Linked DNA regions of Mus musculus: all the other regions are linked to region 3. The links are chromatin contacts, called in public promoter capture Hi-C maps. All regions are on one chromosome and are shown on one strand. The core of a region is the stretch at or near the end of the contact, and the rest is flanking DNA. Distances in the headings are between cores, read along the strand shown.

Evidence for each region. Promoter capture Hi-C pulls out the DNA fragments that hold promoters and counts their contacts.
Region 1: a promoter capture Hi-C map of the HPC-7 cell line shows a contact between it and region 3. The contact joins the enhancer-like site here to the promoter of Msh4 in region 3. A contact is called at or near these places in 6 of 39 promoter capture datasets (the C10 cell line, the HPC-7 cell line, cranial neural crest and 2 more), 1 of 484 Hi-C or Micro-C datasets (B cells), 3 of 115 datasets of contacts at active chromatin or transcription factors (large pre-B cells, stem cell-derived neural progenitor cells and thymic regulatory T cells) and 2 of 9 other capture datasets (adipose tissue and liver).
Region 2: a promoter capture Hi-C map of second pharyngeal arch cranial neural crest shows a contact between it and region 3, with 3 times the contacts expected there. The contact joins the promoter of 1700012D16Rik here to the promoter of Msh4 in region 3. A contact is called at or near these places in 4 of 39 promoter capture datasets (the C10 cell line, cranial neural crest, embryonic stem cells and 1 more).

What each region holds. Positions count from the first base shown.
Region 1 is chr3:152,917,669-152,922,011 of GRCm38.p6, forward strand. The region is part of intron 2 of St6galnac5 (ST6 (alpha-N-acetyl-neuraminyl-2,3-beta-galactosyl-1,3)-N-acetylgalactosaminide alpha-2,6-sialyltransferase 5); the gene reads right to left. The region is part of intron 2 of Gm46830 (a long non-coding RNA gene); the gene reads left to right. Among named protein-coding and RNA genes, the nearest start is that of Gm46830, 20 kb to the left of the region's middle. Within about 2 kb of position 2,898, at least 62 of the 459 cell types and tissues checked have an H3K27ac peak or open chromatin away from gene starts, as enhancers often do. A contact at or near this core is called in the HPC-7 cell line and thymic regulatory T cells, where this site is marked.
Region 2 is chr3:153,296,113-153,300,240 of GRCm38.p6, forward strand. 1700012D16Rik (RIKEN cDNA 1700012D16 gene) reads right to left here and starts at 2,537. Exons shown (of 2, transcript NR_126464.1): 1 at 2,465-2,537; 2 at 390-895. All of the region lies in intron 3 of St6galnac3 (ST6 (alpha-N-acetyl-neuraminyl-2,3-beta-galactosyl-1,3)-N-acetylgalactosaminide alpha-2,6-sialyltransferase 3), which reads right to left.
Region 3 is chr3:153,904,122-153,908,796 of GRCm38.p6, forward strand. It overlaps Msh4 (mutS homolog 4), which reads right to left and starts at 2,017. Exons shown (of 20, transcript NM_031870.3): 1 at 1,551-2,017. The coding sequence starts at 1,863. Rabggtb (Rab geranylgeranyl transferase, b subunit) reads right to left here. Exons shown (of 8, transcript NM_011231.2): 6 at 4,669-4,675; 7 at 3,934-4,083; 8 at 3,168-3,620. The coding sequence ends at 3,480.

The DNA of each region.
Region 1 (4,343 bases), core at 1,648-4,147, 990 kb before region 3:
ACTTGCTGGTGTAAGAACGGGAGTTCAAGGAGCAAGCTCACATGTGCTCAGTACTGCAGACACCTCTGATCTCTTCTTCCTCCTGTTGACTAAGCCCAGGTCCGTCGCCAAGCAACACTTCCTCTTTGCCATTCGGCATCTTATGCTCATCACATCTCTTAGCTCCATCTCGTCTTACAAACTATTCACTGTGGACGTGATACTGTAGCCTGCTCTTCTGTCTTTTAGGAAAGGAAAACACTTCTAAGGAGCTGTTGCTAGTGTTCTCAGACAGAACCCAGGCACTGTTGCTTGAGATTCGGGCACCGTACATCAGGGGAAGCGCCTCTGTGTCCTACCGGGATGAAAACTGTTGCCTTGGGCAGCCTGGGGGTGACAGGACAAATACCAGGAGCATGGTCCCCTCTGTTCTTTTGATCTGTCCACCTTTGGGGCCTTGTGCTGCTCAGCACATGACTAGTAAATAAATCGCCTGCTGGGCCTAGGCTCTCCTTTATGTGAAGTGTGCAAACCTCACCCTTAAAGAACGTGATTCAGGGATTTTTTTTTTTCACTTCAGAGAAACCCCATGTGGCTGAGATGTGAGCTCACTGAACCTTGGCTACTCACAGGCATTTCTATTCTATCAGTTTCTATGAATTAGACACATTACCTTGTCACAATTCTGAGCTCAAAACTCAATTTACATATTAGAGCATCATGAAAAAAATATTCTAGTCCATAGCTCCTGATGCCTTTATCTCTGTTGATATGGGGAAATTAGCTTGATTCTTTCCCGGATTTTAACCAAGGGCTGACTTCTGGGTAGGGCGAATCCAGACAACCTAGAAAATATTTTAGGAGTGCAAGCTCTGTGGCAGAGGTGAGTGTGCCTGGGCCTCACTCTTCAGGGCTGGGAAGGCCAGCTTGGCTAAATACATTCCTAGTCAACTGTACTTTCAACTCAGTCTAATGTCCTTTTTCAATGCCATGCCTTGCTATTTTAATATGGAGGTCCCCCCTCCTCCACAATTCCTGAAGTATCACCCTGAGTAGTAGACAAGTCAGAACTTACCGTTAAATAGCCTAGATGCTTGCAAATTGGCCACTGGATGGTGAACATATGATTCACAGATATGTTAACAACACATATAGGTGTGTGTCCGGGGAGCTGATTTAGCATAATGGGTTAAGCCTACAGACTTCAGAGCCATGCTGGGTTTGAACCCCACCTCTACCATTAAAGTTCCCTGAAAATGGGGCAAATTAATTAACCTGTCTCTAGCTCAGTTTTTCCATGCACAAAATGGAAATAGCAGCAGCATTTTTCAGACTGATATGAAGAAGAAATTAATACTCAGATATTTAGAGCAGTAGACCTCAGTAAACAGTGCCATCGATAGAGATCAAATGGTAAAAACCACCTGGTACTGCCTGTCATGCGCTCTCTCTGAGAGGCCATTGCTCACTGTTATAACTTCAGGGAGATGTGAGAGTCATTCTTCACAGAACTGAAGACGGCCTCACGGGGACTTTTAAAAGGGTGGCTCATCAGATTGCCAAGTGTCTGCAGCAGACCTGAAGCCGCTGTGGATCTCAACCCGGGCCCTGCCTAGACCTGGGCTCTGGAGCAGCTGCTCCAGATGTCTGTAGAGGTCGGTAGTGAGAGCAGAGACGTCAAAGCCCTTTCATGGAAGGAGATGAGAACACCTGTGTCTTATCTCAGCCTCGGGCTGTGCAGTACCTGTGTCTCCATTGCGATTGCCTCTCTCCATTGTCAGGCGTGTTTCCCTCTGCCTCTCAAGTGTTCCTCAGCACCATCCGGAGACACTCTACCCTTGTTAGTTCTTGTACTAACTTTATGAATGTCAAGGGGATTTATTTCCTGGGCCGTCAGGTAGCTTGAAATAAGAGACATTTGCTCTCTTGTTCTAGAGACCACAAGTCGGAGATGAAGTTTCTGGAAGCACCACACTTCTCCCTAAGGCTGCAGGGTCAAACCCTCCTTGCTGCTTCCTGGTTTTGGTAGTTCCAGGAAATCCCAGCCTTCCAGCATCTCTGTCTCCATCTTTCCAAGGTCTGTTCTTTTCCATACCCAGTTTTTCTTTTCCCTCTCTTACAGGGGAATTTACTGCTAGGTTTAAATCATACTTCGGCAATCAGGGATGGTCTCATTGCAAGACGCTTAACTTTGTTAGATCTTCAGGGATCCTTTGACCAAATAAGGTCACATTTTCAGGTCCTGGGGTTTAGACATCAGAATGTCTTTCTTTCTCAACCCTCTCTCCCTGGTAAGAATGACAACCTGATTCTAAAGGTGGATTGTGGGGTGCCAGCAGAGTCCTGTGTTCTCTGGGTGAAGTTCCTGTGGTGAGGGTCCAGTGTCTGCCCAGCATGGGAAAGCACATGGTGGAGACGGACTCTCGTCCATTCTATAAGGAGCTGCTGAACCTCCCCACATGCCGCCTCTGTCACGTTCAGCACTAACTGCCAAGCACAGCATGAGCTGTTTCAGAAAGCTCGTGGCAAGTGTTTAAGGGGCTGATGTGGCCAAGACATTTTATAGTCTGACCTCCACTCAAGTTCACATTTGTCAGCGTGGCCACATGTCTGTCTTGTCTCCAACACCAACTGGTCGATCTGTACTCAATGACAGCACTTTTTAATTTAATGCTCCCATTGAGACAATTTTTTGAGGCTCCATGTAAAAGTTATCACACAGCCGTAATTAATCCACAGCAGCCCCGGAAATGTGTATGAGGGTCAGGCTTACAGTTTCTGTTTGAGCTTCAATTTCATTAGGAGAAAGCAAACTGGTGCTTCTAAGCTACTACTTGAGCCAGGCACGAAGGAGACAGCATCCTGTGCCATTACCACAGCAAGTGAGGAGGAAGCAGTGAAGGAGAGACAGAGGTGGAGTCATGTAGATCTGCTCTCCCAGGGTTATGACTCACACTTCAGTTTCTGGTTTACCACTCACAACCCAAGCTGGTAAGTGACTTCTTTCTCTATGGCTCAAGTGTTACATAGCAAAGATGCACACCATATCATGTCTCTGGGCCCCTCCACTTAACATATTTATGGGTGGGTGTAGCAGTGTGTGTATGTGATGTATCTGTGTGCACATGTGTTGTGTATGTGATGTATCTGTGTGCACATGTGTTGTGTATGTGGTGTATCTGTGTGCACATGTGTTGTGTATGTCATGTATCCATGTGTACATATGTAGTGTATGTGACTTATCCATGTGTACATGTGTCATGTTTGTGATGTATCTATGGGCACATATGTTGTATATGTGATATATCTGTGTGCACATGTGTATGTGATGCATCTATGCACATGTATTGTGTATGTATAGTTGTGTGCACATGTGTTGTGTATATATTATATTTGTGTGCACCTGTGTTGCATACATGATGGGTGTACATGTGTACATGTTAGATGGTAGGTCAAAGCTGATGTGCAGTGTCTTTCCTTCATTACATTCCACTTTTTTTTTTTTGACACAGGTCTATAATTGAACTGGAAGATCATGGATTTGGCTAAAGTGACTGGCCATCGAGATTTAAAGCTTACTCTCCCCACAAAACAAAACAAACCCAAAAGGCAAAAAGCCCTGGTATTGTGGGCATAAGCCGGTGTGTCCATCCGAGACCTGATCTGGCGCCCTTGTGTCTGCACATCAGCACCTTACTGACTGACCCATCATCCAGCCCCTTCACACAGGCCTTCAATTACTCACTAAGAAAATGCACACTGGGGAGTATAGGGCTGTGAGTCTGGATGTACACAAATGTACCAGCTGACACTGTTACAACATGTGCAAGCCAGGCTGGCTTTACTTACCAGGCAGAAGTCATGGGTTTCACATTAATACAATGCCCTCGGGTTCAGTGATAACAGTGTCTCAAACAACTAGTATTTATTGAACACTTACTTTGCATCCATGTGGAGAAGAGATGAAGTCCCGAGTGAGCATATATTGTTGCCATGAGCACAAACATGTCAAGGACCCCAGAGCCCCAGACCCATGGGACGAGCAAAGCCTTCCCTGGTCTATGACTCAATGGTACAAGTGATTGAGCCTTCGCTAAAACCAGTGTATGAAGAAACTTTCAACCACTGCCTTCTCCTGGGTGCCTGAGACCTGAAACTGCCCCCCTTCAGAGACCTCCTGTGAAATTAGCTAGTCAGCCTCCTCGTCCAGCTGCTTGTGGTAGACAAGCTTCCTTGCTCAGTGGTACATAAGAAGTTCACTCAGTTTCCTGGATGCGGATCTGTTTCCATCAGCTTGCACAGTGCCCCTGAAGCCAGCGTTTCTGTATGTGTGTCTGTCATTTCTTCATTCTCTGTCACCTCAG
Region 2 (4,128 bases), core at 1,287-3,786, 610 kb before region 3:
GCCTTTCAGGGATTCACAATGGTGGGTTGCTTTTCTGTTCTCTGGGATGGATCACCTTCTTTGGTCTAGCTCTGAAGCTTATGAGCCCCAGACTCTAATCATGGCTCTGGAACTCATAGCTGAATGCCAGACAAGGGAAGCGTAGAGATACAGAGTATCTACCTCAAATGTACGCTTTGCATTCTAGGAGGATGTAGCAGCGCGCTGGTGTCTGACTTGATTCCAAGTTACAAAGTGAAAAGTTATTAGAAGTAACCCTGATCCCACATTCTACTTGACCCTATGGCATCCGAGTTCATCACAGTGGGTTCTCAGTCAGAAAAGCAAGGGCTGGGCCAGCCCGTCAGAGCACGTTCCCAGCAGAGCCTTGCATTGCAGCACATAGGTTATTACATCAAATTATTTACTGAGCTCCAGATGTTTCGGATCCCGACCTTCCCTGAGTAAGTGGCTGTCCAAGACAGGCACTCGTGTCCAAACAATGCAGCCGGCACTTAACTGGAGGCTTCCGCAGCTGTCGAATGTTCTCCGGTGATCTGAAATCGCTTTTCATCTCTGTCACAATCACACACAAATGGGGCATTTCCTCTCTGTGTTGTGATTAAAAACTCAAAAGAACTTCTGAAATCATTACCAACTTTTCTGGGGCTGAGTTGTTCTCCCGAGCAGCAAGCTGATTGTCACATTATCGGCATTTGGAAAATGGCAGCATTCCAGACGTGCCCACGGAAAGCAAGACTGGGACATCACAATGGAAGCAGCGGAAAGGAGGGTAGGGGCGAGGCCCAGATGGCGGCATTTCCCATCAGACATCGGTGCCTCTCAGGGCTGCCACATGCAACTGCAACCCTTTAATTGGATTGTGGCATTCCATTAATATCGAGGACCGCTGTCCCTAATGAGCAAGCAAACAGGAGGTAGCTTATCACCACGCCTCTCATGTCTAACCTGCCTATCTACTAAGTGGGTATTATTAGGAAAGAATTAATTGCATTCCTGTGCGTACCGCTGAGTCTGAGTACACTCGGTTCTTAGGGACATGATTACTTGAAATAGCTGATCATTTCAATTGACTACTGAGAGTAGCTACCAACCATTAGATAAAAATGGTGTGCAGTGTGTGTGTGTGTGTGTGTGTCCGTCCCAGACAAGGGAGATGCGTTTGATATTTGTACAACTCATGTTAGAAGACACAGTAGCCCCAGCTTTTGCCTGCCACAGGTAATCCCCTAAATTAGGATGTAAATAGTGGAAGTAATCTTTTCATAGCAGGGCCTGCATATTGAGCACTTGTGTCACACTGGAACCTGGTATCAGTCTTGTGGCACTGCTCACAGCTTGGATGTGACAATGTAGGAGAACATTGGCTTGTCTCTGAGAGCATAATGTTATATGTTCTAGATTCACACTTGACAGAGAACAGAGAGCCCAGCCATCCTTCCAGCTTGCCCTTCCAGCTTGGACATGTTTGTTAGCTTTTGCCAATCTGACACAAACTAAAGACACCCAAGAAGCAGGAACCTTGACTGAGGACTTGCTTCCGTTAGACCGGCATGAAAGTAGAACATTTTCTTTCTTGTTAGATAATGAGGAGTGCCCAGCCCACTGTGGGCATTGCCACTACAGGCAGTAGGTCTGGGTTGTGCTAAAAAAATGCAGCTAAGCAAGCCATGGAAAGCAAGCTGAGAACCAGCTTTCCTCCACGGCTGGTGCTTCAGTTCCTGCCCTGGTGTGTGATGTGGAAATGAAAGCCAAGTAAATCCTTTTCTCCCCCAAGTTGGGTTGCTTAGTGCTTTACCACAGCAACAAAGGCAGTGAGAACACTGAGTGTGTTGACGGCTCCAGGATGAAGGCGTCCGTATCTAAGCACAAGGCTAGGTCATTCTCTAGGGATTGTTCCTTCTGTCCGTTTGGAGACTTGGGCACAGTGGGGAAATGGCCTATGTCTTCACTTCTGCTTTTGTAGCAGGAATTAGTAAATAGCCTTTAAGCCTGATATTACAAAGTAGTGTTTTGGAATTTCACCCTAAATTTCTGTTATGATAAAACACATAACCATGTACCCCTATGAGATTCACCAAGGCAGTGTGTCCTGAACTGTGCCCTGCCACAGAAGCATTCAGCTGCTCCCCACCCTGGATGGCAGTAGAGATGCTGAGCTTCGTGCCTGCCCCGGGAGGTGTTTAGTGGCCTGATAATTCATTTAGCCATAGGACTTTCAAAAAATATGGTTCATTTTTTTACAAACGTGAAGAGTCTTATGTGGCTAGAGCTGAGGACATCTGTTTACGGGGTAGAGGAAGACAGCCGGAGTGTGGTGAGGGAAGGTTTGAAAGCCTCAGTGGCCTCGGAAAGGGCACATGTCCCCATGAAAAGCTGAGCAGTTAGCCAGACCACAGGCATTCATAGTCGATCGCAGAATAACTTACTACAGACATTCACAGTGGAATGTGAAAAAACTTACAACATGCTTGGAGGAAGACAACAGGGAGATGCTTTAAGGAGAAGTCTATTGCAGCGGGATATCCAGCACTTCTGAACGACAACTTTGACATGCAGGTGAGAGAAAGGACCAGGTGCTTGGGGCGGGGCTCTGAGAAGCAATGTGGCAGTGTGAGGAAATAAAGGGGAACCCAGGAGGGGAGGGAGGGAGGGGAGGGGCCTCTCCCGATGGGATCCACCTATGTCATCTTGCAGCCCTGTTGGAGGAATGGATCAGTACTGACGGCCTCTGACTTGAAGTCACAGGGCAGGACCGACCTTTTCTGTCCCTCCTCTCCATGTTTATTGATTCCTCCTTCTCATCACCCTCTGAGCCCCATAGGTATAATTTTTTTAAATCCCTCCTGCTTCGGTCCATCCTTTCTTCTGGATCCCATGCTTCCATCCTGTGGTTCTTCTGGGTGCACGATGCGTCGTTTTTTTTCCCCCTCTTTCATCTGCATTTCTATATTGACATATTGGTGGCTCCTTCCCAGCTGCCAGCCTTTCTTAAACATCTCTACTCTGTGAACAGCCCACTCTAGAACCCGAACTTCCTAAAGCCACTGTCCCATCTGCTGGGCTCTTCCCTCCCACCTGAAGTTCTCCACTAGGAAGGACTCTGCCCACGCGCTCTCCGCAATCACTTTCTGACGGAACACAGACACCACTGCAGACGCGGATCTATACAAGTGGGACGTCATAGATCTTCAACCTTGAGGTTAAATCTCTATAGGTCCTTGTTCTGAACCCCACTACTTTTCATTTCAGTTTTGATCATGACACCGTTCTGAGCCTCTGCTACTCTGACCTGTGTGAAGTGATGCTGTCTCTGACCGCTTCCTCCCAGAATGCACCTGTGGCTCTCCTTTCTGTGTACTCTCCAGAGCTGGGTCCCTGGATCCATCTTGTTTCTCCTCTCTGGGTTTTAACTATCACTTCTGGGTCTCTACTTTACAGGTCAGAATTTCCTTCTCAGCCCTGTTGTTTGCAGTTCATAGTATTACTTTCATTTATTGTTGGCTACTTCTACTCCATGTCATATAGGAACTTTAAAATGAACACAATGAGAATAATCATACTCTTTGTCTGCATGCCTGTGCATATTATGTGTACTTTACAATGCACATTGTTCAATTAGTACATTATAAACTGGAGGGACACCCATCCTCATACCATCATTCCGCACGTTGGCCTTTCTTAGGTCCTCTTCAAGTCATCCATCTTTAGTCCACTCATCTATTCCTGCCTAAGTTGAAGCTCTTTGCCTGGATCGCAGAAATACTTGACTACCTAATCTACCACCCACAGTCCCTGCTTCAGGGAATGCCGACACCAACACAAGTCCCCACATCTCCAAATCTGACCTCTCAGCTTCCTCTGCTTGGTGTTCTAAGTCTCTATAATACTCATGCTGCAACTCAGAACACACTACAGGATTCACACCGCCCCTCCTCCGACACTCCTTCTTCTCCTTCCAGAGCTCTTCCTTCTCCATACCCTGAAAACTTGGTCAGGCTCCAAGGCCTGTGCTTCCAGGCACGGGCACACTACCTCTTCTTACTGCAGTCAGTCATGACTACATTGAAGACCCCTGTTTATATGTCTGTCTTACTAGTGTGAGTATGAAATCCTTGGGGCGAACAT
Region 3 (4,675 bases), core at 767-3,266:
AGGCCAGCCTGGTCCACATCGCCAGTTCCAGGACAGCAAGCGTTACATACAGAGACCTTATCTCTAAGAAAAACTTAAAAGTTAAGATGTTGGAGATGCGGCTCAGCGGTTAAGAGCGCCTGCTGTACAGTCATGCAACAGAGTCCAGATCCAAGCTTGTTACCCATCTAACAATCAGGGCACAGGGCCTTCCTACCACAGAGATTGCCTGTAAAGGATAAGGCAGAGAGCAATTAGGGGAGACTCCTGATCTTCATCTGGTAGAAAACAGCACACATTCATTAAATACTCAAGATCATATACCACCCATGTCTACATAAGTGGGTCTGTCTTGTACGAGGCTCAGGTCCCTGTGCCAGGTTCCCACTTCAGAACTGTCAGACAGGCCATCCTCATGGTAAGCTTTTTTCCCTCAAGTGCTTTTTACCTAATATTTAACAGAGAAGACTTCACGATTTAACTATTTCTTCCCTCACAACATCCAGCCAACTCTTCCCTCATAAAACCCACTCAACCAACCCTGTTCTTGTAATGAACTGAACTCACCCTGAAGGACTTTTTCACCTAAGTGTACGGGTGTTTTGCCAGTATGCATGTCTGTGCACCGGAGACCAGAAGAGGGCAGCAGATGCTCTGGCAGCAGAGTTACAGACAGTGGTCAGTCTCCATGTGGGAGCTGGCAGTTGGAACACTAAGCCTCTGAAAGAGTAGCTACTTCCCTTAACGGGCGAGCCATCTATTTGATCCCAGAAGGCCTTATTTTTAACAAGGCCTTGATAAGATGTTCACTTTAACCTGTTATCATTCCATTCTAGAACCTAAAGAGTAAAACCCGTCGGCCAAAGCTCAGCTCTCCACTATTAGAAACTATTACACACAATCTCCCATATATTCACTATATATTTGAAGAAGTAGGGGACCATCACGATGACTCAACGACTAGAGAGGCATTACCCACCAAGCCTGACTCAGACCTTAGTTGGATTCCCAGAGCCCTCTTGGTGGAGGTGGAGTTTTCTCCGAAAAGTCGTCCTTTGACCTCTACATCCACCCCTTGCACACTCATATACTCATAGAGGGGAAAAAGGGAAACTTTTTTTTTTTTTTTAGGAAAAAAAGTTAAAGGCCAGCCATGGTGGTATAATTCAGTACTCAAGAGGCTAAGGCAAGAGGATTGCTAGGAGTCTCCAGCCAGGCTTTCCTGAACTTCAGGACAGAAGAGCTTCAGGACAGCCTGAGCCATAGAAAACCTGCCTTTTAAAACGAAACATGAAGTTAAGGCTTTACATGGGAATACTAGATGGGTTACCCTTCCTCTCACGTCTTAATGAGACCGTTGTGAAGAGTCAAGACTTTCTCCCCTGTGTTTTGATTGGTTTGAAATTGTGTTGCCCAGGCTGGCCTTGAAGCGTAGTCGCCAGTGTTGGGATTAAAGACACAAACCACTCCCAGCATGAGTGACTGTGGAATCCTGGCCAGACTGCTTTCTCCAGCAGGGCGCCGAGGGCAGCGCCCGCCCGGGGAGGTGACCAGGTGAGCCGGGGCCTTGCCTGGCGCGGACGCCGGCGCCGGACTGCTGCTGCTGCTGCTGCTCCTGTCGGCCATGGCGCCTTCCGTACTCGGCCTGGACGCGGAGGCCAGGGTCCTCCCGCATGGGGCATCCCTCCGCGACGGCGTCCAGCGTGGGGAACTGGAAAGCGATGCAGCCTCCTGCCTCAGCATCTCTCCGGCCTTTCTGACTCCCAAGGTTCTGCGCGCGTGGCTTCGAGCACTCCAAGGCTGGAGGCCGCACCGCTGACAAGGCGGGAGGCTAAGCGCATGCGCAGTGCTGTAATCGCGCAGGCGCAGGAACAAGCAGCACATGATGCACACAGCGCAGGCGCAGTTCAGGGGTGAGCAGCGAGTTTCTCACCTTTGCGTCCAGGGTTGTGCCGGTTTATTCTCATCACGTGATTCTGGAAGCTGTAAGCCTCTTCACTCCTTAGGTACCAGGCTCAACAATTTATAGCCCACTAACCACCTAGGTTGTCAACAGTTCATTTTGAAGGAGGGGGGCTTTCTGAGGACTGAGCCAGGGTATTGCATATTTAATACGCCCCAGTTACACCCCCAGTACACAGCATGTGCCCAATGTCTAAGAATGAAAGTCTTCGCTCAGTTGTACACATAGCATAGTACGGGACAGAGCACAACACGGGTGAGACCACATTAACAATTAAAAACAGCACTTCTCAACCGTCCTATTTCGAGTACTGCAGTTTTGCACATAGGGTAAAAACAAACTACAGTCTTGCTCGAAACCCTTGGGAAGCTCTTCAACAATCAACACATAAAACATCTTCTAGGTGACAGAACTGAGGATAAATGTTCTCCAGCAAATAGGGCATTCACACTAGTACCTGCAAACACTAGTGTGTAGTGAGTGTAGTTTGAGCAGGAAAAGCCCCTGTAGAAAACTTGAGGGAAGCAGCTTGTTTTAAGTAGGTGTGGTCTTCAAGGAACATGTCTGCAGGCCTGCCCTCCTAATTGACTAAACCTTTGAAACTCTTTAAGCAAGCCCTAAATTTCAAGAGTCGCTTTGCTGGTCACAGCATGTCTTTACAGAAATAGAACACTAAGGACATGTAGACGATATTAGTTATGTGTAGCCTCAAGGTGACAGCAATGCTTAAGCAACAATCAGGAGACATAAAACACACTTGGAGATACCTATTAAAGATGTGGAGTTCCAGTGCAATGTAGGACTCTCAAAGAGGGGAGACGTTTCCTTCCTTAAATATTAAGGGGTAGAGGTCCTTAATAGTAAGTTACCTCTCTAGTAACTGACCCAGGAGCGGCTATAGACTAGAGTCAAAATTACATTTATACCATTACTATTCACCCAACCTGCAACCCACCCAGAGTAACCACATTCAAACCCTTGAGACATTAACACCTCACAGGGCCCCCATCACGAAACAACACCTAAAGCCATTATGGAGTGGACCAATTCTTTGGGGATGACTTTCAGGATCCTGGCTAACTCAACTGCATGCCTGAGAAATCCAAGCCAACAGCAGACTAGAGTTCCCTGAAAAATGTACTGTACCCTCTGCCCCAACTATAAATAAGGTGTTCACACTTACAAAATGGTTCAGTTCTAAATAAAAAGCTATATACACAACAGCCACTGATTTTGACCTTTATTTAAATTATGAGTTTCACTCATCAGTTTTATTAACAGAAATCACTTTCCATCATTGATTGTTACACGACAATAGGACACGGGGAGGCATCAGTTAAATACCAGCTCTAAATAGGACTAACAAAAACTGGACTCAGAAGACTAAAGATCTAAATACAACATATTTATTTTACAATACTTATATAATTTATCATTAACATATGATATACAAAATATTAAGTCACGTCTAGGTTTGATAAACACTTCAAATACAGCAGTAATTCATATTGCACACTACAGCATCTCTCCCATCTGACTAGCTCACTAGCTCAGGCTGGACATTCACCCTCTGAAGCACCTCTTCTGGCATACAGAAGACAGGGCTAACAGGCTTGATCTGCTCTTCTCCCAGAAGTGACAACCCAGCAATGCCAAATAAGGTATGAAAGGGATCCACCTGTGGGAAGTTCACAAACATGGAAAAGGCTCAATTATCTATCTGTCCACAGTGAAGTGTATCTTGAATACCACTTTAAAAGTTTTCTGAAGACAAGTATTTCTAATACTAGACATAAACAATTATCACTACAAGATATTTCTATCAGCTCTAGCCTTTGTAACTAACACATTTTAAAAAAACACCCAAGGTAAACCCCCAAGACAACCTTTGGACTATTTCTTACAGGGCACTATTTTTAGTGCATTAGAAATGCCTATAACCATGAAAGTCAATCAACAATGAAAAACTGCAAAGCCAGAATTGTACTGACCATATCTCCTGGTCTGTCTGCAAATCCTCCCGTCTCTTCATCTTGACACGCTAAGATGAAACTTCGAAGCTTTTCTCTGTCAATCCAATGAAGTCTCCCGATGATCTTTAGGGAGGCCAACACCCACCATGAATAGCACACATCTGGTAACTAGAGAAGGGGAAGGGGGAGCCAGTAAGACAGCTGCCTCTACTGCACCATTGTATTCTCTCAGATTTGATGGATTCTTTTTTTTTTAATGTCTAATCCCGTGTTCCCAGACATGATTGTAGGGCAAACTGAGACTACCTCCCATTTGTCTCTCACACCACCTCAGCACTGTAGCTAGCTACACTAATAATTCCAGCACATACTAATAATTCTCTCTGCCTTTCTCACAAAGCAAGCTCCACACAGTAACTAATTATAGATCTGGAGCTCAGACTAGCAACATTTGAAGTGTTCACAATCCATTTTAATTTATTAATTGACTAGGTCCCCCTAATAGAGCTGGCTAGCTTCAAACTAAGACTTCTTGCCTGTGCCTCCCAGGCGATTAGGTTAAACTAAAAGCAGGGCCACCCCCAACCTCAGTATCGCTTTTGAGTATCTGTACATGTCCCAAGGCAGAAATGAATTCAGAGTCAATGAGACCCCAAGCTCTCTCCTTAAGGGATCTTAAAACTATACCTGAGAAACCCCTCAGTTCTAAGCACACAGCACCATGAATGCATAAAGAGCCACTATAGATAATACCTTCTCG